Regions from separate parts of the Mus musculus genome. Here all the other regions are linked to region 1. A link is a contact called in public HiChIP or PLAC-seq and promoter capture Hi-C data. All regions are on one chromosome and are shown on one strand. The core of a region is the stretch at or near the end of the contact, and the rest is flanking DNA. Distances in the headings are between cores, read along the strand shown.

Region 1 (4,280 bases), core at 1,179-3,678:
CTCAATTAATAAGTTTTATATAAGCAATAGTTTATGTTTTTAAATTCTCTTGATTTGTCTAAGAAAAATAATATCACAATCACAGAAATTTGTGTGTAATTTGAGTAAGGGATATGAAACATTACTCGATTCCTACCCCTTCCTAGTATTTTTTTTTTAAGATTAGGGCATAATGTTGTCTGATATTTTAAGAATACTGGTTTATCAGCCCGGTGATGGTGGTGCACGCCTTTAATCCCAGCACTTGGGAGGCAGAGGCAGGCAGATTTCTGAGTTCAAGGTCATCCTGGTCTACAGAGTGAGTTCCAGGACAGCCAGGGCTACACAGAGAAACCCTGTCTCAAAAAAAAAAAAAACCAAACCAAATCAAAACAGAAAAGCAGAATACTGGTTTATCTAAATGTAAATTTTCTCTGTTTTTAAATTGTAGCAAAAGTCCAACATCATTTCACACTGTGTAGCCAAACAAAAAAACTCTGGCCTGAATTTGAACTAGTGGTGGTGGTTTGATTTCATAACAGTCTAACTAATTTTCCTATTCAGCATTATAAGTAGATGTTCCTCAATGTACATAGCGTGAAGTGGATGTCATATAAACCCATTATAACTTGAAAGTCTCACTTGAGGCACACCCATATCCCAAACTTCCTACCTCAGTCTAGCCCTCTAACCTTAAACATGCTTACAACAGATACATTAGCAGTCAAGTGGCCTATTTTATATGGGATTGAGTAAATCACCCTTATTAGATAATATATTAAATATAGAAAACAGGCTGGTTGAAACAAGTATTGGATGCATGGCTTCTATTGAATTTTCTTCTTCACATTTCTTTGACAGCATTGTGAAGTTAAAACAAAACAAAAACCTAGATTAAAGCCATTTCAAATTAGGGCAATCTATTTCAGATATTATTCTCTATTTGGATACTGAGAGCTCATAGGTTTTGTGACTAGTGTGAATGTAATTCACTTAATTAGCTACTATCTAGAGACTTTCATGCTAACTCTATTTTGCTATCTAATACAATGGTAGACATAAGTTACACATAGTCCCAGCCTAGAAGTGGAATTATAAAGCAAGGGCTTTGTAAACTGCAAAGACACATTACACATGGAAGCAGCCGTCACTTACTTCTCCCTTTTGTGTTTTCCAACAAGAATTAGGAAGCAACAATAACAAATGCATTTTTTATTCAATACTAGAAAAAGTTGGGGTTTAAACTGGTTTCTAGTTTGGTTTATACTGGTTAGGCTTTATAGAAGGTTTCTATCTACAGCTATCATTGAGACAGTCATCACAGTAAATATATTCCTCAAGTCCTGCAATCAGAACGTTTACTGTCAGACAGTTGCGTTTATATACTTGCCACTATTGTGACTAGATGGATTCTGATTTATGGTTTTGATAATTAGATAAAAAGCAATTTATTTGGGGTGCTGGTGGTGGTGTGTATTTCATGTGCGTGTGTGAGAGAGAGAGACTGACAGAGACAGGGGAAGGGAGACGAGTGAAAGGAATGTATCCTTGAAGTGAAATAAAGTACAAGACTATCTGATTTTTTCCAATAACACCATTAATCGACTTCACAATCTTTCACTGGCAATATTCCTGTTTTGAGTCCCTGTTCTCTTTAAAAAAATACAAAAATGGTTGAAGATGGAGAAGATACTTGGATTGATACAAATAATTTAGATTATTAAGGAGAAAATGTAGCCAGAAAAAGGAAGGAACTCAAAAGGCCCAAAACCTAACTGGAACTTTTGAATATTAAATAATAGTTGGGAGAAGCAGGTAGCTAGGAGACTAGACATCAACTACGTCCGAAGAGGGGTTGATAGGGAGGAGTGGGGAGGGATAGGTTACAAGGAGAAGGAAGAATGAATCTGACGTCTTGAAAATCAAAAGAAAACTAAGAAGAGAACTTAGGCAGATACTACTAAGGAGCCATTACTGGAGAGATGGCGCTGTTAAGAGACTTTGACAAGGGCCATTTCAATAAAATGGGTGCCATTAAAATTCAGGTGAAAGCCAACAAAGGGGGGAATGAAAAAACAAAACAAAACAAAAACATTTGTGTCTTAATAAAACTGTATGTGTTTATCCCAAACCTACAGCTTAAATGTCAGAAGTCACTTTCCAATCAGATCTCGGACTTTCTAAGGTGTCTCGCATACTCGATCTTCTGGCTATATGATTCAGCTACGAAAATGATCTTTAAAAGATTTCCTTAAATTGGCTGCTCCTAATAAACATTCGTCCAGTGGATTTCCTGCACCCAGCCCGCCCAGTTCATTTTCAAAATTCCTACACTTTGAGGGCGGAGCCAAGAAGAGGAGCACTACACAGGTCCCGCCCAGTGGCTCCCCGCGCATGCGCATGTCATCCGCGGCCCGTTTGTGCAGCCTGCCTAGCGTTCCTGTGGGTGGTTATTTCGGAGACGGACTGACTACGGGAGCCCAGCCGGCTCTTGCGGAAGTCCATGCGCCATTGGGAGGGACTCGGTGGCTGCTCTATGCCCTTGTTGCTGAGGGCCTCTTCCTGGGTCATTGTCGGAGCAGGAATCGGACTGGGGCCGACACGGGGTTCCCCCCGTGGCCGTCTCAGCGCCTGTGTGTGGTCTGCTCTGGCGGGATGTGGCGAGCAGGTCGGGCGGCCGTGGCCTGGTAAGTGCGGCCTGCGACCTGGCCCCGTTATGTCAGGTTCTGGGCCATTTGGACAGCAGGGTTGACCCATCACTACTTCCCGAATGTGCAGGTGACTGACCCTCAGGCCGGGCCGAGGCTCTTAAAAAAATTCTCGCGAATGTTTGAATACCCAAAGGAGTGACGGGAGTTGGCCGGTGACCATTCCTTGTTCAACATGAAGATTTTTGCTGCCTTGGCCCATCGTTCCTGTCCCTGTCCTTGTGATCTCCCTGCTATCTGTCTCTAGTTGTTGCTTTTATTGTTGCTATTCTGGCCTGGCCTAGCTCTGTCCTTGTATCTCTGTGCGTGTCATTTAACTGCCTTCTTGCAGCCATACGCCATGCCACAGCGCACACTTTGCTCTTGCAGCTACTTGGTAGCACTTGCAGCAGCATACTTGAAAGTATGTCCTTTCATAATACGCGGGAAAGGGCTCTCTGCCCGTTTACCTGACCCTCTGACTGGAGTCAAATTTAGAGTGGTGTTGTGCATGATATCAGGCGGTGTTTAAGAGATGCCCCGTCAGAGATCTTGTTCAGTGTTGAGGTCCACTTCGATGCACTTCTCCAGTCTCGCTGCGGATGTTGCTGTAGTCTTGTTTTAAAGTAGAAAACCTCAAAGTAGTTTTATTTCTATGAATTGCTATATGCATTTACTGATACTAAATTTGATGTTATCTATATAAGTTGTTCCAATAACCCCCAAGCTTAGCACATTGTTTCAGACATTTGATTACAGGAAGTAGTGTACACCAAGGTTTCCACCCATCTCTACAGCCCCTAGAACTTTTGTTTGTTTGTTTGTTTTTGTTTTTGTTTTTCGAGACAGGGTTTCTCTGTATCACCCTGGCTCTCCTGGAACTCACTCTGTAGACCAGGCTGGCCTCGAACTCAAATCCACCTGCCTCTGCCTCCCGAGTGCTGGGATTGAAGGCTTGGGCTACCACGCCGGGCTAGAACTTTTAAAAATATGTTTGTATCTCTTTCACCAGCATGTATATCTGTGTGCCACTTCTGTGTCTGCTGCCCACAGAGGACAGAGAACAGCATTCAGTCACCTGGGACTAGAGTAGCAGACAGGTGTTAGTCACCATGTGGGTGCTGGGAATCCAACCTCTGACTTCTAGAAGACTAGCCCTTCTTCATAACCAATAAGCCATCTCTCCAGCCCTCTCCCCAAAACTTTTTTTAATGGTATAAATTATGTATTATGCTTATAAGGAATGGACCCATTCCTTTCATCACAGTTAATTAAAAGTCCACAGTGCAACTGCCTCTACTGCAATGTTGGTTGTTTTTAATCTTGTGGGATTTTAATTTAGCAATACGTTCACAACCTTCTCTATTGAAATAAGCTATTTACAACTTTACTATTGCTGCTGTTTTATAATTAAGTGGAGACATCTAGTTTTCTATAAAACAGAAAAAAGTGTAGAAGATAGCATACTCTTTTCAAAGAGGTATGTAGGAAACACTTAAAGTTGGTTTACAAATAAACAGGTTTGTAGTTTGTATTGTTTGTTTAATCAATCATATACAGCTGGGCTACATTGTTTCTGAAGGTATGAACATGTGTCTACAGTCATGGCTTTAG
Region 2 (4,280 bases), core at 727-3,226, 730 kb after region 1:
GGCGTTGGTGTGCAGCGCGAGCACGCGCAGCTCCCGTAGGCCCTGGAACACGCCGCGCGGGAGCGCGCTCAGGCGCGGGTTCCGCGTCAGCCCCAGCGTCTGCAAGCCGCTCAGGTTGCGGAAGGCAGCGGCGGGCAGCGTGCTCAGGTGGGTGCCGTTCAGCCACAGCTCCCGCAGGCCGGCCATCTCCCCGAACAACACGTCCGGGAGCTCCTCCAGGGGGTTCTCGAACAGAGTCAGCCGAGACACGCTGCTCACGTGAAGGAAGAGCGCGGGCGGCAGAGACTCCAGGAGGTTTCCGGATAGAGTCAAGGAGCTCAGGTTTCCGAGGCGGTCGAAGGCACCCGGGGCTACGGAGCGGAGGTGATTCCGCTCCAGCCGCAGCTCAGTCAGGGCGCCCAGGTTGCTCAGCAGCCCCGAATCCACAGACGTGAGCTGGTTTGAATAGAGCAGCAGTTTCTCAAGCTTAACTTGAGCCCCAAGCAGTCCCTTGGGCAGGTGGGTCAGGTTGTTTCGCGATAAATCCAACAACTTCAGTTCTCTCAGGCTCGAGAAAAGGTTAGCAGGAAGAAAAGAGAGCTGATTCTGGTTCAAACCGAGCTCCTGAAGGTTACGCAGTTGCTGAAACAGGTTTTGATCAAGGTCCCTTAGTGCATTGTGGTCCAAGAACAGCTGTTCCAAGAGTACCATCTTATCCAGGATCGCACGTGGAAGACGAGAGATTTTGTTGCGCGTCAACCTGAGGGTTTTCAGTTTTACCAGGTCATTGAAGGTGCCGGGGTCGATGGCGGAAATGTGGCTATCTGAGAGCATCAGGCGCTGAAGGACTGTCATGCCGCTGAAGCTGTGGTTCCGCAATATGCCCTGGTCCATTCGGAAGAGCAGGATGTGTGTGAGGTTCGTAGGCAGACCTAGCTCAGCGATGTGAGCCACGCTGCCGCCCGAGCACTGCGCGGCATCGCGGACCACACACTTGCAGGTTTTGGGGCAGGGAAAAGGTTGGGCACGCAAGAGTGCGAGCACCGCGGACAGCAGGGCGCTTCTTAGCATGTCTGAAATGCAAGAGCAAAAACAAGGCTCAGAGCATATCCTGGAGCCCTGCACGCACTGCTGCAAGCACAGTTTTTGGGCCAGCACTCTCACGGCCTTGGAACGCTCAGATACAACCAAGTCTTCCTCTATCTTACAAAGGCTGATTAAAAAAAAATTACTTTTCTATTCAGCATATGTGGGTATTGGAGAGTAGATCAGTCTTACAGGTTCCCATTTTTATCCAGTCAGCCATCTCCCCGGTTCTGTTTAGAGCATTGACATTTGGGCATTTTCAAGCTACAGAATACCTTAAAATCGTTACAGAACGAATTAAAATTGCTACGGTCTTTTTCAGAGAATAGAAAGCAACGCCTCCTGGGACTGGCTGTGTCACTGACTTTAACAAGTTAAGCAGGGAGCTTTATCCCCAACAGTCAGCAAGAGAACCGCAGCAAGGCCCACTTCCACTAGATTCAATTTCTTACATATTTTCAAAGTACCAACACCCCACAACTCATTACACCGTTTTGTAACTCCCGGCCCGGAGCCCAGTGGTGCAGGTGATAATGCCCATTGCTTTATGCCATGCTTTTCTGAACTTTGCACTGTTACAGTAACACGAGTGCAGTAGGCTGGTCGCTCCAGTGTACATGAGGTTAATTTAAGTGTCACATAAGTAGCATTTGAAGATGTTTTTCTGACTCACACATTTAAATAATGAGCTACTGTTTGCTTATACACCAAGCTGCTTAATAAAACTACTCTGGGCATTGAGTTACCCAGGAAGCACACAGTAATACTAGTTTACTCTGTTTCCCAAGTAAAAATTTGTACTGTTTCTTGTACCAGGTCTCCTTCTGCCCCTATACAGACTGAGCCTCTAACTGCATACACTAATTTAAGAATATTTGGCCTTACCTGAAGCAGTTCTGCACCCTGGACTGACTGAAAGGCTTGCAGCTCTGCTTGTGACTTGGCACTTCAGAGAGGAAGAGGGAAGTATTCTTGCATCCTCAAGATAAAGACCTTACCAGATAAAAAGTCAAGAAAAAGACTATCTCCATAGGGCATATTCTAGGTTTTAATGACAAGAGCTTTCAAACTTTCAGAGTCCATAGTTAAAAGTCCTTTTGTAAAAGCTAGAGAGTAGAGGGCCTAAGTTTTCCCAGAAATAGCAGGCTGTCATTACATGGGCCACACTTTTGGTTTTTTTCCATGCTACATTGCACTAACTCATTCCTGTGCAGGAGTATGTGGGTGCATGTGGCAGTGCCTCACTTGTGGGTGTCAGAAAACTTTAGGCAATTGGTTCTCACCTTCCTCCACGTAGGTTCCCAAGGACTCACACCATGTCTTGGGAGGTATCTTTACCTGATGAGCCATCTCTTTTGCTCAACATTTTATTTCTTAAATAAGGCCAATGAATTCTCAAATGCCCGCCCCCAATGGTTGGTCTAGCCATTGTCAAACATGTTCAGTAATAGCATTGCTCAAGGGTTCGTGTTCAGTTTAACTTAATGTCAAACTGCCTACCACCGTGGTTGTATTGCCACAGTGCCACACTGTGTGTAAGAACTCCTGGTCTTCACGTCTCTGACCTGGACTTCAATCCTGGTCATTCAGATTGTTTCCATGATGCCTATTCCTTAGGCTTAGGCTCAGCCCAAAGAGCAAAATGGCATACCAATCTACCAACCTATGGTCTCAATATGCTTTATAACGTTGCATTTCTGTATAATGACAAACTTGATGTCTTTCTTTACAGTGAAGGGCCACCTGTTCTTCAGCTTCTGAGAAACTCGAGTTCCCCTTTTATGTCTATTTTTCTCTCAACAACTTGGCTATGTATATGTAGCTCATGCTAGCTTCAAATTTACAATCTTCTGGCCTTAGTGTCCTAGAGTTTGGGAATCACAAAGAATGCATCACAATGTCCAGCTGTGCTCATTTTTCCTATATGTAACTATAACATAGACATTCTTTATAAGTGCTATTATCTATTGGTTGTCAAGTCACAGATTATCAAGTAGATCCCTCCAAGGGGGAATACCCACCAATTCCTTTAAATGCTCTCACGCTGTTTCCCTTAGCATTCAGATCCAGGGGTACAGATCTCTTTGTATGTACCTAAGAGGCAGAGTTACGTTAAATATGCTTCTATCACTATTTTCCACTTTTCACCCACTTTAAGAACAAGATCCAGAGCCTGGGGAGATAGCTAGATAAGCAAAATGCTTGCCTTGTAAGCATGAAGACTCATTCAATCCCTGGAACTTCACAAGGGGAGCTAAGCACAGTAGGCAGAGGGATCCCTGGACCTTACTTCAAAAAGTCTGGCTGGCTCTGGTTTTCACCAAGCAGCAACCCCAGAGTCCCCAACTGCCATTCTGCTTGCAGTGTGCACCAGCCAGCCAGCTCTTCCCCCAACCAGTCCATCAAACTAAATAGCCAAGCTGCCTTCCTCTCAACCAGCCTCCCAGGCAAAAACAACGAAACCCCATCTACAGTGAAACTGTTTCTGAGAGAGCTAGCTGTAGCCACATAATCAAACAAGTGTGTAAGGATCCAGGAAAAAATATTGACATATTTAATTCATTAAAATTTTTTATTTTGAATAGCTTTAATCAAAAAGGATTTCATATGGTATTTACAATGCTGAATGTACAATTATGAATATCTACCTTTTTGACAAAAGGGTACCATTCTTGAGCAGCAATACAATTTTAAAAATATAAAGATGTGTCATTTCTGATATATAAAGTTACTTAAAAAAAATCCACGGTCTCAGGGAATTCACAAATTATAACAGGAAGTAACTTTTATTAATTTCATGTGCACATAATTACCAAATTGTAATACATTAAAAATACATGTAAATGCCCAGACTGTACAAAAGTTAATTCCCTATTTTGTTAAAAGTTCCCAGTAGCCTCCCACCATAAATATACAAAACCCTTTTAATTGATACAACAAAACTGCATGCATGAGATATTAGATGTTCTCTAAAGCTTGAAGTTGATCTTCACTGGATATGAATTTTTGCTGCTTTTGGAAAAAAATATATATGAAAGAAACACATTATTTACCATGCCTTTGAAACTGTGCAGTACTTTCATCAACATGGGAAACAAAATGAAGTATAAAAACAAGAAGAGGTTTGCTTAAATGGAAAGCGTTTGAATCTCAGGCTTGTTGGCGCCACACTCGCCCAAGCACTGTCTGCAGCATTCCCTTACAGCAGTTGGTGC
Region 3 (4,280 bases), core at 544-3,043, 710 kb before region 1:
CATGCACACACTTCTGAATTCCTATGCCTCCTGTCTGGGTGCACACAGCCTGTTACTGTAACGGTAGGGGAAGTTCCACCCATGGGGCATGCATTCCATCTCCCTTTTCCAAACTCTGCTTCCTTTCTGGCAGACAGGTACCTCTGGCCTTCCTGGCGATGAGAACCACATGGGACTTTCACATGGACCTGAACAGCCCAAAAGCAGGGCAAACAACAACTCCTCCAGAGGACTGAACCTGAGGGTGTGACTAAAGAAGGCCCTGAAAACAAATATGGAAGTTTCTAGAAATATTTTGTGCACGCAGATACATCTATACAAAGATATCTGAACATTAGTCATATAGATACAGGCACAGATACACACACACACACACACACACACACACACACACACACACACACACACATTTCTAGTGTTATAGAATTCTAGCAACAAGAAAGAGTGTCCCCAGGTCACTGGGGAAACGAATCTGCCTCAAAGTGGAACTGTTCGACCTAGAGAGCCTCCGCCATTTCCCAGGAGCAGGGAAGTATTTGGAAAAGCCCATTCTTAAATAAATATTTAAAAGGGGGGGAGGGCTGGTGAGATGGCTCAGTGGTTAAGAACACCGACTGCTCTTCCAAAGGTCCTGAATTCAAATCCCAGCAACCACATGGTGGCTCACAACCATCTGTAACGAAATCTGATGCTCTCTTCTGGAGTGTCTGAAGACAGCTACAGTGTACTTACATATAATAAATAAATAAATAAATAAATAAATATTTTTTTAAAAAAAAGAAAAAAAAGAAAAAGCCCATTCTTGAATCTTTATCTCACCTACTTCCCAGCTACTGTGTTTCTCCAGGTATATGTGTATATACAAACACATGCATGAACACGAGCGCGCACGTGCGCGCTCGCGCGCGCACACACACACACAGAGGATAAGAGCTTAGGGAAAAAAAAAACCCACCATGCTCCATAAACCTCTAAGCATGCAGAGCAGCAGAGACAGAAAACGTGCTTTTTCTTGATAAGAATCTTTTTAATGTTATCTTGAGCGGATGAGTTTTGTGAAACTCCTAGAAGCACTGCAAGAATGAGAACGAAAGTCCCCCGCAGACACAAAAGTGGAGGCGAGGAGGGTGAAGAGTCACCACCACTGAGCAGATTTTGAGAGGGCCACCTGCAGTGTTCCCCTTTTGAAAGAGCAAAAAGGGAGAAAGACTGAAATTAGAAACACAGATTTATCCGGCACTTTCAAAGACAAACACAGGGGCCAGCAGAACTTTGTTCAAAATGAAAAAGAAAATCAAAGCCCCTTTCTTGAAGTCAGCCCACAGAATGTCAGGCTAGACTGGGGGGCCAGGGCCTTTTCCTTCTTCTGAGGATAAGGCTCTGGAACCATTTATTGGGGAAGTTTACTTTAGAGCAGAGGACAAAAAGGCCTCGTGCTCACAGAGAAGCAATGGAGAAGCCAGGGAAGTTAAACCCCTGGCTTACCTCTTCGATGGAATGAGGTGAGCAGCCGCTCTTCCTGGAAAGCCAGGAATGATGGAGTTCTACAGTCTGGTGATACCTTGCTCTCCGATGACACAGCCTCTGCCCAGATCTCCCAGAGTTGCTGTTTTAACTTGTCCCAGACCCTTTCCCTTAAAACCTTGAGCCTTTAGACCATAAAGGCCATTCTTATGAATGATGTCACGTGTACTTTACCATAGCCTGAGATAACTCTTGTTATCCTAGGGCCAGGCCAGGCCTGGTAACTCACGCGTCTTACGTTTCCCTCAGTCAAGCTCGTTAGCCCCTAAATCTTAGGCGCTATCTCTGAATCCACAGTACCCACTCTTGTGAAAGAAGCCAGGTGTGCTCTGTAAAGAATCTCAGTGGAAACATTCCTTAAATTGTTGCGCACTTGGGACTGAATTAATCGTTATCTGAGTACTTTGCTGTCCCAGAATTGTGCTGTGCTTAAATAGTGGCTAAGGTCAAATGCTCTGGGCCAGACTCTAGTAGAAGTCCTGGTTCAGCTCTAGTGGCAATAAAACCAAGGAGGAGCCCGGTCTCATTCTCATCTCACCCTGAATTTTTTTCCCCTGCCTGTTGTACAGGCTGCAGGGAAATCACCACACAGCGCAAGCCCACCGAGCTGGAAGCCTATAGCCTGTTCTTACCTAGAAGCATTTTAGTAGAAAGTTTCTCCTAAGTGGAGGAGGCAGAGGGATCACCACAGAAGGCAGGAAGGGCTGCTGAAGTACGTGTTCTCCTCGTGACCCTCCTGAGCATCCATGACCAGTACAACACTCAAGCCAATCGGAGTTGCCTTGGACAGGGAGATAAAGGCCTTGGGTGGCTAGAACATCTCACAACATCACCTGTCTCATACTCGGATGGAGTAATGATTGGCTGGCACAATGTTGATCCTCTTAATTATCAACAAAACTGACAAACAAGAAACGCGCCGTAGAAAGCACTTCATAAGATCAGCACATCGGTTTTATCCAGAAAGAACACGAGTTTGTGACACAGAAAGACCTAGGAATGACTTTCTGATTGCCCCGGGTAGAGGCTGCATGGCTTAAATTAACAGCTGCTCTAGACCTGAATGGCTCCATCTGTTTAAAAAATTAGAACATTGACAGATTGTTGGGGGGGGGGGGCATGGAATAGGGAGCCTTGACAGAGGCAAAACTGGCCTCCACGACAGACCTGGCTGGGAGGAAAACAGAACACACAGTCACATGGCAAGGCAGGCCCTGCACCCGGCCTCCAGCAGGGCCCCAGGGACCCCACTCTCTAGTACCCACAAGCTAAAGCTACCTCCTGTGGATGTGGAGGCTGGTCACTGTGACCTGGTAGAAGAAATGGTTTCCACTTCCAAGATTATGTCACAAAAGGCACTGCGTCTTCCATCTTGAGCCATCTGTCTGCCCGTTTGCATAAGCCAGCTGCTACGCCAACGCCACCACCTTGAACAAGAGGTGGAACTGAGGTGATCTACGGTCTACTGGGGAGTACAGGGCAAACTCGTTGGCCTCCCAGCCAAGCCATCAGAAGAAGAGGCCAGAGGACAGCTTGGCTGCACCTGCACTGTGGTGACACGGACTCAGAGTCAAGCCCCTGTCTCCGAAAGCTCAGGAGTAGACAGGGGCTTTGTTTTTGTTTTAACGTGATAGAATAACCTATGGACAGTGATAGTCACTCAAAGTGGGGTGGGGTCTTTATCAAAGAAGGTGAGGGCTATTGAGAGACGGGGAATTCGTGAGTGGTAATGTACTGCAGATATGAGCAACAAACTAGAGGTGGGGCTGCCATTTTTATAGTTTGAGTGAAAAAAAAAATGTCTGACACAGGCTCATGTGTTTGAACACTTGGTCCCAAGCTGGCAACGCTGCTCTGGAAGGTTGTAAAACATTCTAAGCACAGAGCTTACGAAAGGCCACCAGGCCCAGGTCTCTGATAGGAACAGCATGACCCTATTTCTATTCCCTTGTCTCTGCTCCCCGATGAGTCAAGGCATAAAGATCTGGTGCCTCACATCCCTGCTGCCTGCCACAGAATGACCTGTTCTGCCACCACCCCTTCCCTGCGATGACTTGACAGGCCCTGAAACCACGGCCAGAATAAATCCTTCCTCCTCCTAAAGTTGTTTCTGTAAAGTGAGAAAAATAACCAACACAGTGGGCGATCACACAGTGGAGAGCACAGAAAGGCCCCTGAGCCCTGAGAGGACACTGCCCCAAGCGAACACACAGGTGCTGCCCACACCAAACCAGAAGCCGCCGAGTCAAACAGGAAGCTTCTAGAAGCAGGGGAGGGTTCTGAAGTGGAGCTTAGCCAAGAAGAAGCAGAGAACATGAATGAGAGGCGTGTGGCCCCAGCTCTCCCAACCAAGCGCCAACCTCCCTGCCTGCAGCTGCCTGCAGAGCCCGAGAGCTCCTTTAATCTGTGCATATTTAGTTACATGCCTAAGGATACTGTTGCCATGGGACACATTTTTCAGTCACATCACCGCTATCATGTATATAACATGCTGTTCTGGTACCCAGTGTAGCGTGCTACAAAATTAATACCATAAATATGGTGGACTTTATAGACAGAAAAACGCAGCAAATACGTAAACTTTGTTTCTTCTTAAATGGCCCTAACCACAAGAACTGCATCCAAACCACACTATTATCTTTAATAAAGCAAAATCAAATAATGGTAATAAAAGAGGGCATGCTGCAGAGCACAGGAAAGCAAATTCCGAACCCTGTCCTGTACAACAGAGGTGGGGGAGGGGAAGAAAGCACTGA
Region 4 (4,280 bases), core at 717-3,216, 700 kb after region 1:
CCTTAGGTCTGAGAGGGAAATGGTATGGTCTCTGTTTAGCCCCGTGCTCCACAGCCGAGGCAGGCACTGGAACCTGCAGCTTCAGGGGTTCTTCTGAAGTCTGGAGGCAGGGAGGCAAATTGTCATCTGTAATCACAGCCTTGGCGTGTTCGCTGGCAGGACAAGCCCTGGGCAGTGCGTCTCCCATCTCTCTCTCTCATCTCTGCACATCTGGATCTACTTCCACTTCAGGCTTCACATCCTCCATTGACAGAGCTAATCTGGGTAGTGTCCCCAAGCCCCGGGAGGAACCTTCCTATACTTGCTGTGGGGTCTTCTCAGAGCTCTTCCTGGCCACGACCCTCTCAACATGCCTTCCCTGTCACAGTTGTTGCTGAGCCCAGCAGCTGACTCATGACCACAGGCAAATTGAACTGTCTGGTCCTGAATCTACTCCAGATGTTCAGGCGATGCAGAAAAAGAGACCTGCTTAAGGAATTTCCAAGTCACAGAGCAGGGACACCCACACATCCGAGAGCTGCCTGCAATGGGTAGTGCCAGCTAGAAATCCCTGGCAGGCAATGCTCAGCACCTTGAGTTCTTGTGTTATCTCAGCAGTCACGGTCTGCCCTAGGGTAGTGCATTTGGCCCTAAAGGTAGAGCCGCTCAGGTTGGAGGGTCCCGAAGGCTCTCCTTTTCCACAGCTCACTCCTCTTCATTTTGGGCAGAGACACAGATAAGGGGTGAGATTAAAACCCACCCAGTTTGTGCGTGGTAGTATATGCCTTTAATCCTAGCACTTGGGAAGTAGGGTAAGAGGATCTCTGTGAGTTTGGGGCCAGCCTGGTCTACATAGTGGGACCCTGTCTTAAAACCAAACAAAACAAACTCACCTAGTCAGCTGTGGTTATAGCTAAGTAGTAGACTGCTTGTTTAGCATGCTTGAGATCCTGAGTTTGATCCTCAGCACCAAAATACATACAAATAAACATACATACATACATACATACATACATACATACATACATACATACCGACACCTGATTTTTTTTCTTGGTTTTTCGAGACAGGGTTTCTCTGTATAGCCCTGGCTGTCCTGGAACTCACTTTGTAGACCAGGCTGGCCTTGAACTCAGAAATCTGCCTGCCTCTGCCTCCTAAATGCTGGGATTAAAGGCGTGCGCCACCACGACCAGCGAGACACCTGATTCTTATCACAAACCTACCTCCAGCATCTCCCTCCCAAAGGCATCAGCCCTGGACCCTGTGACACATCTAGATGATCAGAATGGGATCATCTAAGCTACACACAGAGTTAGAACCTGGACACTTAAAACTTCAACTGGGTTCCAAATTGGCACTCCTGACTAGAGACTGCATATCCGCCTGAGTCCAGCAGTATAAATGTAACACTGTAAATCTACCACAAGTAGAGGGCCGATTTCTCCCAGGCAGAAACCTTGTGAGTTCACCATCCTGGACAGATCTATATGCAGAGTCCCCTTTAAGTGGCTACCTCTGTAGGCTCAATGGAAATGATACAGGTTCCAACAGCCAGAACCTTAGAGAAACTCCTGCCCTTGTGGATCTGGTCTCCCGGAGTAGGTAAACCGGGTGCTTCAGTTAACTTTCAACCAATTTCCTGCAGGTCAAAAGCTCTCCCCGCTGCACTCCAGGCTCACTTCACAGACCATAAAGTCAAGGAAAGCGAAACAGGGCATCAAGATTCACAGCTAGACACTAGGACCGGCTCACCCAGCTCCTGCGCGGGCTGGACCAGTCCAGGTCCTCAGAGCATCCCAGGCACGCGCCAGCCCTGCTCCTTGTAGAGTCTCGGGATCCTATCGTCAACCGGGATGTGGGGCGCGGCCGGGATGGGGGGTGGGCGGGCACCCACTTACCAGCAGCTCCACGAGGCTGCCGGGTCAATAAGAAGGAGGCGGCGAGGAGAGGAGGCGGAGGACCGGACCGGCTCAAGACTGCAGCATGAGTGAGGGCCTTCTGGGTCCTCCCTGTCATTTAAACAGCCCCTCGTGAGTCACCGCACGGGGCAGTGTCGGCCTGCGGGGCGGGGCAACCTCTGGGAGCATCATCAGGGAATTGTGTTCAAGTTGAAGGGGCGTTCATCGACTGCACTTGAAAATAAGTTTCTTCTTTGCCTCTCCTTCCCCATCTCCTTCGGACTCGCTGTGTCCAGTGTGACACTGGAAAGGGGTTTTCTGCCACCGCAGTAGGACTGAGTAACTGGGACCCAGCTCTTGCCTTAGGCACCAGTTCAGGTTGTGATTGAAGTCGGGCTTTCTGTGACCTTTTAGTCCACTCTCTGCTTCCTTCTCCATCCCCCTTCCTTTTCTCCCCCAGCCCCGAATTCTAAAATTTGTATATAGAAATAACTCCAATTTTAGAGAAAATATGCAAGAACATTATAAGGCACACTCGAATGTGTCATCCAATTCAGCCACTGCTAATATTTTGGAAAAGGCATTTAAGTTCTTAGGAAAAATATAGTTCCCTCCACCATATCTCTTTTAAAAGTAGCATTTCATGTCCCTCCGAGGTTATCTTCTGTACCTATGCTGCTGCTCCTGGGTGCGTGCAGGATATGTTCCTGGGCTGTGAAGGTGGTGACTGAGAACGAGGGCTTGTCTGCCTTTCACCTCTGTACCACAGCATGCCCTGATTCCCTACCTTCCCACGGTCCCTACCCCAGTAGGAAACCAGGAGACCATGCTGGTTCTATTCAAAGTGTCCCAGAGAGAGCCGGAGGAAGAGGGTAGAGGAGTCACGGCTGGGGAGGGGGCCGTCAGACCTCTGCTTAACAAAGCATTTAAAGGTTGTAGCTGCCTTGGCTCCGTTTACCTTCTCCGCCTAGTGGCCAGAACAATGCCTGCACCCACCGGGCAGCTCCTGGAATGCGAGAGCCTTAATTAATGTTTGCAGGGCGCTTTGAGATCTGCGATGAAAGGAGAGACATAAAAGTGCAGTGTTATTACTGAGACAGTCACTTGGTGGCTTACCGTGGTCAAGCCCTGCTGCCTGAATCATGCCTTGCCGGTGTCACCATGAATCACAGCCAGAAACAAAAGTGCTCTGGCTATTAACCGAGGAGAGCGCTGCCGCCACACCCCAGTCCCAGCTCCCCCACCTTAGCATCCTATCCCACTACGATTCCACAGAAGAGCATCTTCCTTCTTGCTGTCAACCTTTGGAGCCTCCGCATCTTTTGTTTGTTTGTTTTTTGTTTTTGTTTTTGTTTTTGTTTTTTTGAGACAGGGTTTCTCTGTGTAGCCCTGGCTGTCCTGACCAGGCTGGCTTCAAACTCAGAAATCCACCTACCTCTGCCTTCCAAGTGCTGGGATTAAAGGCGTGTGCCACCACTGCCGGCGGCGTGGTCTCCTGGTTTCCTACTGGGGTAGGGACCGTGGGAAGGTAGGAATCAGGCATGCTCAGGTTGTGGTACAGAGGTGAAAGGTAGACAAGCCCTCGTTCTCAGCCTCTACATTTTGAACCCAGGGCCATCAACTTCCCACCCATGGACCTCCAAAAATAAGACTATTTCCCTTGTCCTGTATTCTTCCTTCATTTCCTACACACAGTTACTGCGCTAGGCTGTCGTTACTGTGCTGGGAAGTCAACACTGGGAACATTTAAGGATGGCCATTCACAGAGCACAGCTGTAAGATGGGTGTCCTGAAGGACCTGTACCACAGTTCCGTATTGCTTTCTCTACATCTTACCTTTCCATCATGTCACAGCGATGGTCAGAGCTAGGTGACACCTTCTGTGGAGTTTCCCAGTGTTTTGCAGGATAAGACGGCATCATAGACACAAGCGGTGAAAGCCAAAAGTATCCCTAGACATTGCCAAATGTCCCCTTCTGTTGGGAAGGGTGGAAGCGAGCTATTGGTCTATCAGTAGTTCTCCATACTGCAAATGAAGAAATTATCTCCAATGCAAGGCCCAAGCCAGTGCTGATTCCCCAAGGCCACACACAAAGGGGCAGAGCCAGAATCCAAATCTGTGGGTTCTTTGAGACTAAGAGCCCAGACAGTCATGATTGCAGTGAGTAAAAACTCCTCTATTTTGACAGGCTGTGCTGGGGGACAGGGGACTGTGAACAGATTGGGGGGTGTTATAAAGAACACAACAGTCCTTGGGCGTAAGGGGAGAAGCATTTGCAGGCATGGTGAATCAGGAAAACCATGAAGGCAGAGCAAGGAAGGGCACTCGGCTGAATGTGTGTCTGAATCCCAGCATTGTAAAGGAGCTGAGGAAGCCTGAGACGCCTCCCTGAGAGCCTG
Region 5 (4,280 bases), core at 1,296-3,795, 670 kb before region 1:
CTGGAAGGAGCTCTTTCACATTTCCTAGACCCCTCAAATGGCTCAGAAGAGGTACCATCTAGAGATGGGACAGGAACAAATCGTGACTCAGTGTGCAGAGGCTCTGATACATTTTCAAGGTCCCAAGACCACAGCAAGTTGGGACAGTGCCACATGGAGCCTTTCTTGGAAGTAGCAGAGCTGTGACGACCAACACAAATGAAACCTGTCCCAGGCGGCCACCCAAAGCCTTTGAAACCCTGTCTCCATCTACAGTGGCAAAGGCACCAGGTCATGTGAACAGTAAAAGAAGACAGGCTCAAATCCTGGCGCCGTCCACGCTTCGACAAACTGTTTTTTTAAGTTTTTAACTCAACCAGGAGCCCCGCCAACTTGATTATTTTCAGAATGTTTATGTGTCATCTTCATCTTTCTGTGATGAGGTGAGAATTAAAAAAAAGAAAAAAAAAGCACATTTTGGCCACCTGCGATAACATACCCATTCAATTATAGTACTGGGGAAGTAGGAGCAGGGATGGGGCTCTGTGGGTTTGGGGCCAGCCTGGTCTACATAATGAGTTATAGAACAATCCAGGCTACATAGGGAGACCCACTCTCAATAAGTAAATATAAAAGGGCATTTTAATAACGTTTTTGAGGATTTGAGTTCATCAACTGTTTTCACACCAATCAATTTCTATCAGGTTTTCAAAACAGGAAAAGGAAACAAGGAGCCAGAGGTGTAAGCACCCAGGAAAAGTGCATATGTTTAACCGATGCAAGACCCTTAGCGCAAACCCCAGCACCAAAACATAAACGAAAATAAAGTGACCAGTTTCTTAAAAGCATTTTTTCTTGTATCTCAGAGCTCACATACATACCAGAAATGATGACATAAATATCATGTACACATTCACTGGCTTGCTCTCACCCTGCCATTTTATATTTCCTCCACATATCAAAATAAATAAATAAATAGGCATCTATAGGTATAATTATTCTGTTCCCCTCTCCTGTCTTCACAGAGGTGGCTGCCATCCTGAAAGGTACAGTCTCCAGTGCATTTTTGTACATCTCCTCTGTGTGTATTCACAGACACTGCCGTTTAATTAGGCGGGTGACGTCCCACCACACATCCAGCAACATGCTTTTCTGAACGTTCTGAGTTTGTACAACGTCTACTCGCTCCATGACACTCGACATTCCCGTAGCAGCTGATTAAGTAAAGAAGCCACGTATCTGAAGACACGAGTGGCTCAGGCTTCGTATCTGGTAGGCCGTGCCCTTCCTGCTGTAACTCGACAGATACCTGAAGTGAGGAGACAGCAGACTACAAACTCCTCGTGCAAAAGCCCACCGCGCTGCACACTGGGGAGAAAACAAAAACCTCGCTCTCCCCACGAGCTGCAGATTTTTTACTGTCCAAAGGACCAGCAGGGTGAAGGTGCTGAGCTCAGAGCCTTGATTACATTAAGCTAAGCACAGGTGTGGGGAACGTGGCATTTGCTCACCTAAGCAATGGTACTTTATTTGGAGGCAGGGTCTCACTATATACATCTCCATCAAGCTGGCTTGGAACACACTATGTAGACCAGGCTAACATCAAAGTCACAGAGATCTGCTGGTCCTTGCCTCCCCAGTGCTGCCACCAAGCCTTGTCAAGGCTACTTACTGTTCATGATACTGGTGCTATGGTTACCTTAAGAAACAGAGTTATCTGTGGAAGATGGAAAGGAACTCTCCTGGAAACCCACCGCACAGCAAATGTTAGCATCAGAACAAACTCCTCTCCCACAAGCCACATGCACTCTACCACAGTCCTAAAAAAGGGAAAGTTGGATTTAGGCATAAACACAGAAACACAGCTTACCTCTGACTCAGTCTCCCTAGCTTGATAGGTTTCAAGTTCTCTAAAATAAAAGGCTGTAAGTGCCAGTTTAACGTGACAACGATAAAAACACTAGTTCATCAGTGAGTTGTTTGGGATATTTAAGCAGAAATAAATAAAATCGAGAATTTTCTTTCCCAGACGCTCAGTCTTCAGACCGGTTCTACTTTCTGTGGTTCTGAAATGGACTACATGGCAGACAGGTGCTTCTCAAACTGTATCACATAGTGCAATCAACTGCTGACATGTTAAGCCTAAAACACTGTATTCTAACTAGCTCCTGGGTAAAGCTGGGGGCACAAGGACTACACCTGAGAAGGCATGGGGGACCAGAGGGCAAAGAAACTTTTAAAAGGAGAAAAGCCAGTGGCTTTAATTAGTTTGCTCTAAAGTCTGTGAGCAACGACAGACAGGTCTGGAGGAATCTCCAACCCCTTTTACATAGAATGACCAGGTATCATTGGTCACTCAATGGTAGCCTCACAAACAGAGGACACAAAAAACAAAAACCATCCTTGCATCAGGTTCAATCCTTTGAGGACGGCCTCCTATATTTAAACTCACTAAATAAAAATAAAACCTTCCGAGTAAACAGATTCTGCTTCCAATCTGGTACGTGATGACCTAATCTGGTACGTGAGTCCAAAAGTCAAAGTTCAGAGCCCAGGACAGGGCTTGGGAATCATTGACAGACTGTGAGAAGATTACAAGAAAAGGAAGTTTGAAAAGAGCAAACTATCTCAGAGAAGCTTTGTGGTTCCCGTCTAAAGACCAACTCCCCTAAACCAAGCAAAGGCTTGGTTGGTAGCTGATGGAGCTTTTTAGAAATGAGTGTTCTGACTCCGTCGAAGGAGTAAGTCACCGACTGAGGCACATTTTGATCTTATTACTAGAAAGTAGTGGAGACCTAGGAGGTGCAGCCAAGCAGGAAGAAGTGGGGTCCGTAGGGACACACTTTTAAAGGACATATCTGGTCTCTCATACCTGTTGCTCTTTGCTCCCTAATCTCTGAGAGTTAACTTCACCGGACCCTATCCTCATGTTTGCCTCAAGCCCTCAGCAATGGAGTAAGCTATCCACAGGCTGAAATCTCAGGAGGCTTGAGGCTACGTAAATCCTCTGCTGAGTTGTTTATCCCCACTTTTGCCAAGATAACAAAAAGGTAACAAAAGGCCAAAACAGATTTCCCAGAATGAAGACATATAATTCATTTAAACATGAACACACTTAACTGAATCGATCTTAAAAAGAAATTATTTCTACTCCTTAAAAAAAATTTGCCTGTGAAATACAATAATTTCTCCTAAAGAATTGTGGTCCCCAAGTTGGCTTAAACTAGTTTTCTGAGCTGAGATGTCTCTATTTTATACTGAGCATGCTCAGGACACAGGGCCAAAACTGAGTTTCTCAGACCATCAGCAGGCAACCTATTCCCCTCAGGCACATTAAGTGAGCTCATGCAGGGGCCAGGCCAGCAGTCTGCACACTGCAGGAAGCACCCCACTTACAAGGCCTCATCCCTACTCACCAGGCCCTGTCCCTGTTCAGAGTTGTGTAGCGCTTCTTTCAGCTGAGAGTGAAATACAGATGCCAATCTCTGCTGAGAACTGCAGGGTAAAGCCATCCACAGTGCTGGCGAGTGCCCAACACCTCCACATTCACACAGATGTGGAGAGGCAGGCAGCTGGGACCGGAAGTAGTGTGAGAGAAATTTATACAATGTCCCACACCTTCAACACACAATTCCCACTGGAAATGTTACCAAGAAGGAAATTTTAAAAGACTTGTAGTATTTTACTATTTACTAAATAGTCACACGTGATCAATCTCATTAAATCTATCAACCTATTGACCTATCTACCTATCCCCAAATCTATCTCTGTCTATCTAATTTGTGTACACACACACACAAACACACTTGTGCAAACAGAGATAATCCTTCTGGCAAGTGATGAAAAGACAGGTACTTACAAAGCATGAAGGGAAATCTGAGCTAAGGCGGGGAAGCATGTAAGAACCCACTCCAGAGAGCCTGGAATGGCCGGAATGCAGTTACCTACAAAGTTGGGCTTTGAAGAGAGGAATTTAGTGGGTGTTCTGGGAGGTCAGCTGGCTCCGAATTGCTAATTGTACATTTAATCTTCACCTAATAGGCAGTGTTCTTTAAGAACAATAAATAAGTTTCCTTAGGACGAGTCCAGAAAGCATTTCCTTATAGCTACAGTCTGTAGGTAAATGTCATACATCCGCCCTTGCCTTGGAGTTTATCACAGGATGAAATATATAGTTCCATAAACAGCTTCCAGGAGCTTCTGTCAAGATGTCTCAAACCCAAGCCCAAGCCAAGTATCTTTCAAATCATTTAATGGGGAAGTGAAAACTGTGTGTTCCAAAATACAAAGACTTGAAAAGC
Region 6 (4,280 bases), core at 903-3,402, 660 kb after region 1:
GGCTAAGCATTCTTCCCCCCAAATCCCAGAGAGTAGGTCCCATGGACTCTTGTCACCTCTACCTGTAGGGACTTAGAATGTGGGAAATGTGATTGAAAAGAACCATGACTTTCTGGTGGGGTTTCTGGTATAGATGAATAAGATTACAGGGTTTCCTTTCTCTGGGAAAGAAGAGGAGGAGGAGGAGGAGGAGGAGGAGGAGGAGGAGGAGGAGGAGGAGGAGGAGGAGGAGGAGGAGGAGGAGGAGGAGAGAAACAACAACAACAACTTGGGAGCAGAAAGACACAACTGAAAATGTCCATGCAAAGTCTCAACAAGACATGGCAACACAAACAAAAAGGGAAGGAGCAGGGTCCAAGCATCCATCCATCCATCCATATGGAAGAACAATAGTGAAGACAACCTGGTTCACCGTCCAGTGCCTGCATCCAAGCTCCAGCTGTGCTGCTAATTGTCCCATGACCTTGAGCTAGCCCCTCTCCTGCTCTTCTCTCAGTTACCAGCATACCTCCCCCACACACACACTCTCACAGAGCTCCGTCCACCCGAGCTATTCTTTTAGAGCTCTGGTTTCCACCTAGGCTTTGGCCAGACATATGGCCAAGCCAGCAGGAGGGGGGGGGGAACGGACGGGGACGGACACTTGTCCCAACTGGTGGCTGCCCAAATTTTCCTGTCTATCCTCTAGCCCCACCTGAGAGCCCCATTCAGGGCCCCATTAGAGGGAGCAGGACTCGTTCTGACACAGCATATCTATACTTCCCCCATCAAGTCCCCCAGCCCTCCCCCTTATGTCTGATGAGTGATTCCCCTCTGAACCCGTAGGCCTGTTTTCTGCCCACAGCCCAGGCCCAGTCTCTGACACCCTGGGCTCTGTGATGATATTGCTCATTTGGATTCTAGGAGGGACGGCTGCTCTTCAAATTAAACTAGTTCCCTCTGGACCCCTGCCACCACTGCCTCGCTGCTAGGAAGTGTCCACTGGCCCTAGGGAGAGCTTTGAACAATTCTGTAGAAACGTGGAACCTGCCAGGAATCAGCTATGTGGCTCGAGGGGGTCCCTTCTAACCTCTTTGGCCTCAGTTTCCCCTGGACTGGAGTGGCTCCTGCCAACTGCCTGGGAATAAGGACCTGAATCTAGGTAGGTAGCAGAGGCTTCAAAGAAGGAAACCAAGCCCTGGAAATGAGAGCTGGGGTCAGGAAAGAAGCACACAGTCTCTCCAATTGCCCTTCCTCTTCTGTCCCCTCAGAAGTAGGCTCTGAAGAAGCTGGCAGGGCAAGGCAGCCATCAGACCAGGGATGGGCAAGCTTCTTTTACTCACATGGCTTGTCTCCAGATGAGGCCTCGCACCAGGGAAGGCAGAATATCAAACAGATGGGAAAGTGGGTGGGATGAAATATGAAGTGGATTATTTATGATAAAGGTCACTGCCTGTGGGGAAAGCCCCCCTGGGCGGGGGTGATGTATCCAGCTAGCTAAGAAGCTAAACAAGGGACTCTCCTTTCCAGAATAAAGCCTCATCCTTAAAAATAGAACACCCCCCCCCACACACACACACACACAGAGCCATTAAAACTCAGAAGCAACTCTCTGCTCCCTACCCCCATAGACGTCGAAAGTCCCTTACAAACGGCCCTGCTTTATGTGTCACAAAGTCAGAGGCAAACCCTGTGTATGAAAACGTTTATTATGAAGACCCACAGAGCTCAACTAAGGGCAGAAAGAAGAGAGAAAGAAACCATGAGAGAGAATGACAGGAGCTGGATTCTGGAGCTGATCAGCAGGTCCCTTGGCTTGGGGAACTTGCCGGGATCCTCGGAAAGAGACAAGGAACCCAGTGAGGTGACGTTGGGACAGGCAGAGAGTGTCAGGGAGCAGCCGCAGGGGTGAACCCGAGTCCCGAAGGAGGCAGAGAACAAAGTGGAGTAAAGGAACCTGTGCCGAGTGGTTGCAGGCGTTCCCCCAACACCAGCACATCTAACGTCAGGCGCGACTAGGCAGCCGCCAGCATTAATTAGGTACAGATGCAGGCACAGGGCAAGCCTCGGCCAGGAGCCGCTCCCGGAGGCGCGCCCCCCAGGCGCAGCCGCCACCTCCGCAGCCCGGACCAGCAGCCGCCCGGAGCGCGGAGTTTTCCCCGTGGCGCCACAGCGCCCCCTCATGGTAGTCTCAGGCAGAGCGGCTTCAGAGAACGGCAGACTCTCAGCCTGGAAGCCAGTACCTTCAGTACATCTCATACTCATTCGGAGTGTTTAAAAATCCTGATGCCTCCACGTTGGCATCCCGTGTTTATTAAATTTGAATATGAGAGCTTGACTTAGGCACCAGGGCTTCAAAAACTCTCTGCAGGAATTTCCAGTCCTTAGTCAAGTTCAGAATCAGCTGTCCTAAAGCGGTAGTTTTGAACTTGATGGGTATTGAAACAACCTCGGAGACAGCGTAAGGACAGATTGCTGGTCGATACCCCAGAGTTTCTGATCCCATGGATCTGTGGTTGGGTCTTGTGAGTCAGCTTTTCATTTCCCAGGGTATAAACAGGACTGGCAGGGATTGAGCACTGACTGGGAGATCGCTAGAAATTCAGGCTTAAAGGCCACCTTCCACCGGCTTAATCACAATCTGTTTGGCACACACGAACGAATCCTCTGATATCAAGGCTGAGAAGTGTTATTTTAAGCACTCTTTGGTCAGATTTCACACAGCAGATTTCTCACCCTCCCCAAGAGTGCTGAATCAGAGGGCAGGATAGGATGTCCCACATCCAATTATCTTGCATCCCGGATGGGAGAAACTGAGACCCAGAGGATGAAAGGATGCCCCAGAACCTGGGTTCCGGGGTGACCTATCATCCCCTGTGGGCTTTGATCTGTCTCCTCCACAAGTCAGGCAGCCAACTGTCAAGAGATACTACTGCCTGGTCTCTGCTCTGTGTCATAGGAGGGGCCGAAGAAGCAAGCAGAGAAAGAGGAAAATGGCAGCAGAGGTTGGGAGGACCTGTCAGCTTCTGACCCTCAGTGCTGAGACTCTCGGCAATCACCTGCTCGTAATTATCTGTCTGAATTCTCAGGAGCGGATTAGAAGCCTATATTATGAACTGACGAAAAGTCTGTAGCACTGTCCCCAACGTGGGTCTAGAAGCAGCACATGGTGGTCTCCATCTTCTTTGTTGATGTCGTCCAGTTATTTGGCAAAGCACTGAGTGGCCGGTGAGGTTGTTCAGGCCTAGGGACAATACTGACTGCAAATAGAAATTTGAGGAGTGCATGATGAGAACTTTTGGTGGCCATTATTTGTTTATGTTTCTATTTTAATTGTTTTACTTATACACTTTTCATCCTGCTCACTGCCTCCTTCCCGGGCACTTCCTCCCATAATCCCCTTCCCTTTCTCCTCTGAGTTGGTAGGGTGCCCTAGGTATCCACCAACCTGGCACATCAAGTCTCTGTGAAGCTAGGTGCATCCTCTCCCACCCAGAAAAGACAGGGTGGTCATTATTCTTGTGGGTATACAGAGACATGTAATAGTCCTGTTTTGACCATAGTTTAGAGTCCATGTAAGAAGCTAAATAAACACATAAATACATGAGAAATAACATCACATGTCTGGAGAGTTCAGTGTTCACAAAGGAACAGGTATGGTTGAGGGGAAGGCGTTTATTGTAGATGTGAGGGAGAGAACAGCAAGAGGCATCTGGGAGAGTCCAGAGCAGGGAGAGAATATGGTGCACTGAACATAGCCAGCAGACAATGGCCATGGGAGGAGTGGGGGATGGGGAAGAGAAGAGAGGCAGGCAAAGGAGACTGAGAGAGAGAAGACCAAGAGTGGAGCAGGCAAAGAGAGCACCAAGAAAGCATGGTCAAAATGGTGGAGGCTGTACAGGAATGGGAAGCTAGGGAACGGGGTGGAGAGCTTTAGGGTAGGGGACGGGGTGAGAAGAACAGAGAGGAGCCCCAGGTACTGAGGGAGACTTGCACTCATCTCTACATGCTTTGTTCTCTTGGTTGCTCTCTGTCTCTGCTTCTCCCTCTTCCTCCCCCCACCCCCTCCCGCACCCTCACTCCTCTCATGGCCCAGATCTGTGGTTAAAGTATTCCTCATGGTCTGTGCCCACTTAACTATTTTGGATGACCATATTTAACATTCTCTATTCATTTCCATTTTCTCCAAAAAAAGCTCTGAGCAAATAATTATTTTTTTAAGAATTTATTTTATGTGTGAGTGTGCATGGTGTGTGTGTGTGTGTGTGTGTGTGTGTGTGTGTGTGTGTGTACTTTCCCCA
Region 7 (4,280 bases), core at 1,284-3,783, 620 kb before region 1:
CATGTGACCCAACACCCCCATTCTTAGCGGTGACATGTGAATGTCACAGAAGTTCTTTTTCTATTGATCGGGAATTGAAAGCAGCCCACATTCCTTTTAAAAATGGAATGAACAAACAAGAGGCACCCTTCACACAATGAACCCTACTCACCAACGAAAAGAGACTGACATTAGTACAAGAGACAGTGTGAGTGAGGTCCACTGGTGGTCACTGATTGAAAAATAAAATTCAGTTTCGTAGAGGAGTAGAGGATGTATTCCACAGGTTTCAATTTATATCACACCCTTCAGAAGAAAGTACTATAGTAAGAAGAGACTATAGCAGGGACTGCAGGGGTCTGCATGAGAGGAGAGCATGGCTTGGATGGGTAACAGTAAGGAGCTAGCTTGAGAGATGGTGGCCTACACCTAACCCATGGACATGTTAAAAGTCTTACTGCCCTGAAAGCGTAATTCTGTTATAGGTAAAAAATTTAAATCTAGCTTTAGAAACCAGGGACGAGGGCTAGTGATGTAGGTGAGTGGTAAAGGTGTCACGCATTCACAGGAGCCCTGGGCTTCTAAACCAGCACGGTAACAAATAGAGACTAAAGACAAGCAAATGAAACACATCACCTAATTACCGAGGCCTTCAATCTAGCTCTTACTGCTTGCTTTCCAGTTACAGTGTGGTGGACCGTGTGCTGTGTTCTTTAGGTTTCCATTTTCCCAGCACTTAAAATGGGTATAATAGGGTATACACTGCCCACAGGTCTGGTGAACTAAATCAAATGATGCAAACAGAGTTGTGTGACATCTTAGTGTCACTATGGGGACACTAAGTTGGGCACAGTGGCACTTGCCTGTCCTCTCTGCACTGCAGAGGCTGTGGCAGATTATCACCTAAGCTGAATGGTTCAGGACCAGCCTGGGTGACACAACAAGCGATGTCAGCAATGACAGCAGTGGGGGGTAACACATAAGGAATGGAAATCTATGAACAGTCAAGTTTTGAATTCTTTATTTCTGTGGACATGCTAATTGCTCTTGTCAGGCTTGAACTTCCTAGTTTGAACTCTTGTATAAAAGTCACTTTATAATGCTTCAGTGAGGATCACCAGTCAGATTTGTATGATGCCTGGTGCTCAGTGGGTGCTCCATAAACAATAGCTGGCTATAATTATGACTTGGAGTGTTTCAATAGGTAAAATGGACTTTCTTGACACTGCTCTGAAAAATTATGTTTACAAACGCATAATCCCAAAAGATTAATTATGCTACCAAGGAAGGGCTGATGTTATGCAAATGTTTTCCTTTGCAACTGCACTGGCCATTCACATATTTTCCTATTCATAGACAAAATAGTAATTGGCTGATATGAGCACTGCTGAATCCCAATGGGCTCTTAAGTGGGGAAAAGGGCTCCTCTAGCACAGTGTAGAATGGATGTGTCTATGGTAAAGGGCTCCACTAGCACAGGGCAGAATGGGTGTGTCTATGGTAAAGGCTCCTCTTGCACAGTGTAGAATGGATGTGTCTAGTAATGGGCTCCTCTAGCAAAGTGCAGAATGGATTTCATTATGGTACTGTGTGCTTTTTTTCATTTTGTTTAATTTGCAAATGGAGCCCACACTTCTCTAAGGAGTCTCTCTCTCTCTCTCTCTCTCTCTCTCTCTCTCTCTCTCTCTCTCTCCCCTCCCTCCCTCCCTCTCCCTCTCCCGCCCCCCCTCCCTTTCTCTCTCCCTCTCTCATGTTTTCTCTCTTTCATCTCAAGAGTTCCTTTCTCAATAAATTAAAGTCTGATCCAAAGGAACTTAGGCCAAAAGGCCACTATGAGTCAGCTGTATAGACACAAGATGAGTTCTTACTCGATTTCTCTGTCTACTATACTACCTCCCTTACCACCATCAGCAGCAGCTTTGGTTGTCCAAGTAAGGGCTCTTCGATTTCTAGAGAATTTACTTAAGCTGTTGTTAGATTTCTCTCTATATTCATTGTCATTGACCCATATAAAAAGGGAAAGCTTTAACGTGGTAAAACACCGCAGATTAAGGAAGACACCACTTTCTCACTCAGATACATTAAAAATGCACCTCCATAAAAAGACATTTTTGTAAGTTTTTTTTCTATATGAATAAAAATGCTCTGAAATGGCTAATATGCTTTGTTGTTGAATATAGTATTATAGGGCTTTTTTTTTCATGGAAAAGAAAGAGTGAGTAATCGGAGCACAAAATTGGAAAGACTTTTAGAAATTTAACCTAAGATCAAGAGGATAGAGAAGAAGCTGCCTTGAAGGTATGACTCAGCATTCTATCCATGTAGCTTTAGATAGTGTTGCATGTCTATTTTCTCCTAATCAAGCACTCTATTCTAGAGGGAGGAGGGAGCTTCATAAATCAAAAAGCTAAAGAAATTTCCAAGGCTCATGAAACACAGGATATTCACAAAGCTGCATGTGGAGTTGCAAAAGCCATACATAAGTTGCGGGTGAGAGTGGGCTGCTCTGAAGTACAGCTCCTTGCAGGATGGACAGGAACTCTAGGGAGGCCTTTTTCATGAGTCATCACGCCCACACGAGTGAACAAAAACATACACAGGAGGTGATTGTTTGCATATGCAGAGACATTTTCATATTTAGAGACATATAAAATATAGTCCAGTCATGGTAACGGAGAGAGGACTGGGAATGACAGAACAGGGAAAACATTATGATAATCAAATATGACTTTCTGGCAGTATAATTGACTTTGAGTCACTGACACCCCTGTAAACGACCTCCCTCACGCTCTTTAAGTCACCCTAATAAACTCACTGCTTCAACACATAGATCTGTGTGGAATTGTTTCTTTGTTCAGTTGTCACTAAGCTCTCTGGGGAGAAAAGATGTTTATTCTTATTTTCTCAGAAGAAAAAAAAATCACACAGCAGTTAGTCACTCTACCATGGACTTGCATTTCAACATATAAATGTGCCATATTTTACCTACTCATTTTTCTGTGATGGATACCACCACAGTGTATATGTATCTCATATATACACTTTGTGTACTCACTGGGGAAATGTTTTTCTAGGTAGTCCCATTGATAGAGTAGCTGTGTCATAGAGTAACCCCTTCCTAATGCCATTAAATATTGCCAGATGCCTACCCACATAGGCTGTGGGTCAGATGTAGTAAAACTGGCAAGTCCTGACTCTGTCGCCTCACACCCTCATCAACATTTGTGGTTGTCTTCTACTTTCGTTTTGCCATTTTAAGGCACATAGACTTGAGTCATGTTGGTATAATTTGCTTCTGATTACTGCCTCCTTTGTAGGCACCACTCTTGTTACCCACTTAAGACAGTCTATCAACACATCACTCCTGTCTCAGTTAGGGTTTCTATTGCTCTGACGAAAATATCATAACCAAAGAGCAAGTTGGGGCGGAGAGGGTTTATTTGGCTTATGCTTCCAGATTATGACCCACCATTGAAAAAAGTCAGGATAGGGACTCAAGCAAGGCAGAAACATAGAGGCAGGAACTGATGCAAAGGTCATGGAAAGATGCTGCTTACTGGCTTGCTCACCATAGCTTGCTCAGCCTGCTTTCTTATAGAACCCAGGACCACCATCCCAGGATAGCACCACCTACAATGGGCTGGGACCTCCCCCATTGATTACTAATGGAGAAAAATGCATAACAGTTGGATCTCATAGAGGCATTTCCTCAACTGAGGCTCCTTCCTCTCTGATGACTCTCCCAGGGTCAAGCTGACGTGAAAGCAGCCAGTACACCTCTTTATCCCATTTCAGTGCTTTCAGTTTAGTGTCTTGTATCTCTTCATTGGCTTGTGGGAGTTTCGATATACCTGTTCCAATTAGAGTTTTAATCTGAAGAGTTTTGAAGGTGAAGAAACCTTTGGAAAGTCACCAATATCGGCAATCTTCTGAGTTCCCTAAAGTCTTCCTGTTATGTTACAAGTAATTGCTACTAATCCATTCTGAGTTCTATCTCCAAGTTGACTGTTGAGAATAAGGGATAAGGCACCATAGCAAAGTGCTGTGAATGGTAGGGGGCAATCAAAAGGCAAACAAAGCTTGAGGAAAGGAGAGAGAGATGGGTCATTTTCATTGTTTGCCATCAGTAAACCACAGAAAGTAGGGCTGGCGTGATGATAATTAGAGAAGGGAATAGTTACCTTTCAACTCTCCCACCCCTGAAGATCAAGTATCAGCGATACACTTTCTGAGAACTTGTTATTAATCCACTTTTTTGAGGGAGGGCCTGGAGGGGCTCTATAGATTGAAATTTCAGTTCA

Evidence for each region. Promoter capture Hi-C pulls out the DNA fragments that hold promoters and counts their contacts. HiChIP or PLAC-seq counts read pairs in DNA pulled down with a chosen protein or histone mark.
Region 2: a contact with region 1 is called in a promoter capture Hi-C map of second pharyngeal arch cranial neural crest. The contact joins the promoter of Gp5 here to the promoter of Opa1 in region 1. A contact is called at or near these places in 9 of 39 promoter capture datasets (the HPC-7 cell line, cranial neural crest, embryonic stem cells and 6 more), 3 of 115 datasets of contacts at active chromatin or transcription factors (astrocytes, embryonic basal ganglia and neural tube) and 1 of 9 other capture datasets (adipose tissue).
Region 3: a contact with region 1 is called in a promoter capture Hi-C map of trophoblast stem cells, with 6 times the contacts expected there. The contact joins the enhancer-like site here to the promoter of Opa1 in region 1. A contact is called at or near these places in 5 of 39 promoter capture datasets (cranial neural crest, frontonasal cranial neural crest, maxillary cranial neural crest and 2 more), 2 of 484 Hi-C or Micro-C datasets (Sertoli cells and forebrain), 14 of 115 datasets of contacts at active chromatin or transcription factors (bone marrow-derived macrophages, craniofacial prominence, differentiating embryonic stem cells and 10 more) and 1 of 9 other capture datasets (embryonic stem cells).
Region 4: a contact with region 1 is called in a promoter capture Hi-C map of embryonic stem cells, with 3 times the contacts expected there. The contact joins the promoter of Lrrc15 here to the promoter of Opa1 in region 1. A contact is called at or near these places in 7 of 39 promoter capture datasets (the C10 cell line, cranial neural crest, embryonic stem cells and 4 more), 4 of 115 datasets of contacts at active chromatin or transcription factors (astrocytes, craniofacial prominence, embryonic stem cells and 1 more) and 1 of 9 other capture datasets (embryonic stem cells).
Region 5: an H3K27ac HiChIP or PLAC-seq map of extraembryonic endoderm stem cells shows a contact between it and region 1, with 5 times the contacts expected there. The contact joins the enhancer-like site here to the promoter of Opa1 in region 1. A contact is called at or near these places in 6 of 39 promoter capture datasets (Sertoli cells, cranial neural crest, embryonic stem cells and 2 more), 12 of 115 datasets of contacts at active chromatin or transcription factors (bone marrow-derived macrophages, embryonic basal ganglia, embryonic forebrain and 8 more) and 2 of 9 other capture datasets (embryonic stem cells and macrophages).
Region 6: an HNF4G HiChIP or PLAC-seq map of pancreatic cancer cells shows a contact between it and region 1. The contact joins the enhancer-like site here to the promoter of Opa1 in region 1. A contact is called at or near these places in 10 of 39 promoter capture datasets (the 3T3-L1 cell line, the C10 cell line, the HPC-7 cell line and 5 more), 1 of 15 datasets of contacts at CTCF or cohesin (embryonic stem cells) and 3 of 115 datasets of contacts at active chromatin or transcription factors (large pre-B cells, pancreatic cancer cells and stem cell-derived neural progenitor cells).
Region 7: a contact with region 1 is called in an H3K27ac HiChIP or PLAC-seq map of the NIH/3T3 cell line, with 5 times the contacts expected there. The contact joins the enhancer-like site here to the promoter of Opa1 in region 1. A contact is called at or near these places in 4 of 39 promoter capture datasets (the 3T3-L1 cell line, embryonic stem cells, maxillary cranial neural crest and 1 more), 1 of 115 datasets of contacts at active chromatin or transcription factors (the NIH/3T3 cell line) and 1 of 9 other capture datasets (embryonic stem cells).

What each region holds. Positions count from the first base shown.
Region 1 is chr16:29,576,906-29,581,185 of GRCm38.p6, forward strand. It overlaps Opa1 (OPA1, mitochondrial dynamin like GTPase), which reads left to right and starts at 2,429. Exons shown (of 29, transcript NM_133752.3): 1 at 2,429-2,666. The coding sequence starts at 2,635.
Region 2 is chr16:30,308,805-30,313,084 of GRCm38.p6, forward strand. It overlaps Gp5 (glycoprotein 5 (platelet)), which reads right to left and starts at 1,977. Exons shown (of 2, transcript NM_008148.4): 1 at 1,951-1,977; 2 at 1-1,052. The coding sequence starts at 1,050. It overlaps Atp13a3 (ATPase type 13A3), which reads right to left. Exons shown (of 34, transcript NM_001128096.1): 34 at 3,619-4,280.
Region 3 is chr16:28,867,193-28,871,472 of GRCm38.p6, forward strand. The region is part of intron 1 of Mb21d2 (Mab-21 domain containing 2); the gene reads right to left. Among named protein-coding and RNA genes, the nearest start is that of Mb21d2, 60 kb to the right of the region's middle. Within about 2 kb of position 1,794, at least 15 of the 459 cell types and tissues checked have an H3K27ac peak or open chromatin away from gene starts, as enhancers often do. A contact at or near this core is called in trophoblast stem cells, where this site is marked.
Region 4 is chr16:30,281,288-30,285,567 of GRCm38.p6, forward strand. Lrrc15 (leucine rich repeat containing 15) reads right to left here and starts at 1,967. Exons shown (of 2, transcript NM_028973.2): 1 at 1,881-1,967.
Region 5 is chr16:28,903,221-28,907,500 of GRCm38.p6, forward strand. All of the region lies in intron 1 of Mb21d2 (Mab-21 domain containing 2), which reads right to left. Among named protein-coding and RNA genes, the nearest start is that of Mb21d2, 24 kb to the right of the region's middle. Within about 2 kb of position 2,546, at least 28 of the 459 cell types and tissues checked have an H3K27ac peak or open chromatin away from gene starts, as enhancers often do. A contact at or near this core is called in extraembryonic endoderm stem cells, kidney and liver, where this site is marked.
Region 6 is chr16:30,234,384-30,238,663 of GRCm38.p6, forward strand. No RefSeq gene overlaps it. Among named protein-coding and RNA genes, the nearest start is that of Gm33330, 17 kb to the right of the region's middle. Within about 2 kb of position 2,153, at least 118 of the 459 cell types and tissues checked have an H3K27ac peak or open chromatin away from gene starts, as enhancers often do. A contact at or near this core is called in hippocampal neurons and pancreatic cancer cells, where this site is marked.
Region 7 is chr16:28,961,733-28,966,012 of GRCm38.p6, forward strand. No RefSeq gene overlaps it. Among named protein-coding and RNA genes, the nearest start is that of Mb21d2, 34 kb to the left of the region's middle. Within about 2 kb of position 2,534, at least 32 of the 459 cell types and tissues checked have an H3K27ac peak or open chromatin away from gene starts, as enhancers often do. A contact at or near this core is called in the NIH/3T3 cell line, where this site is marked.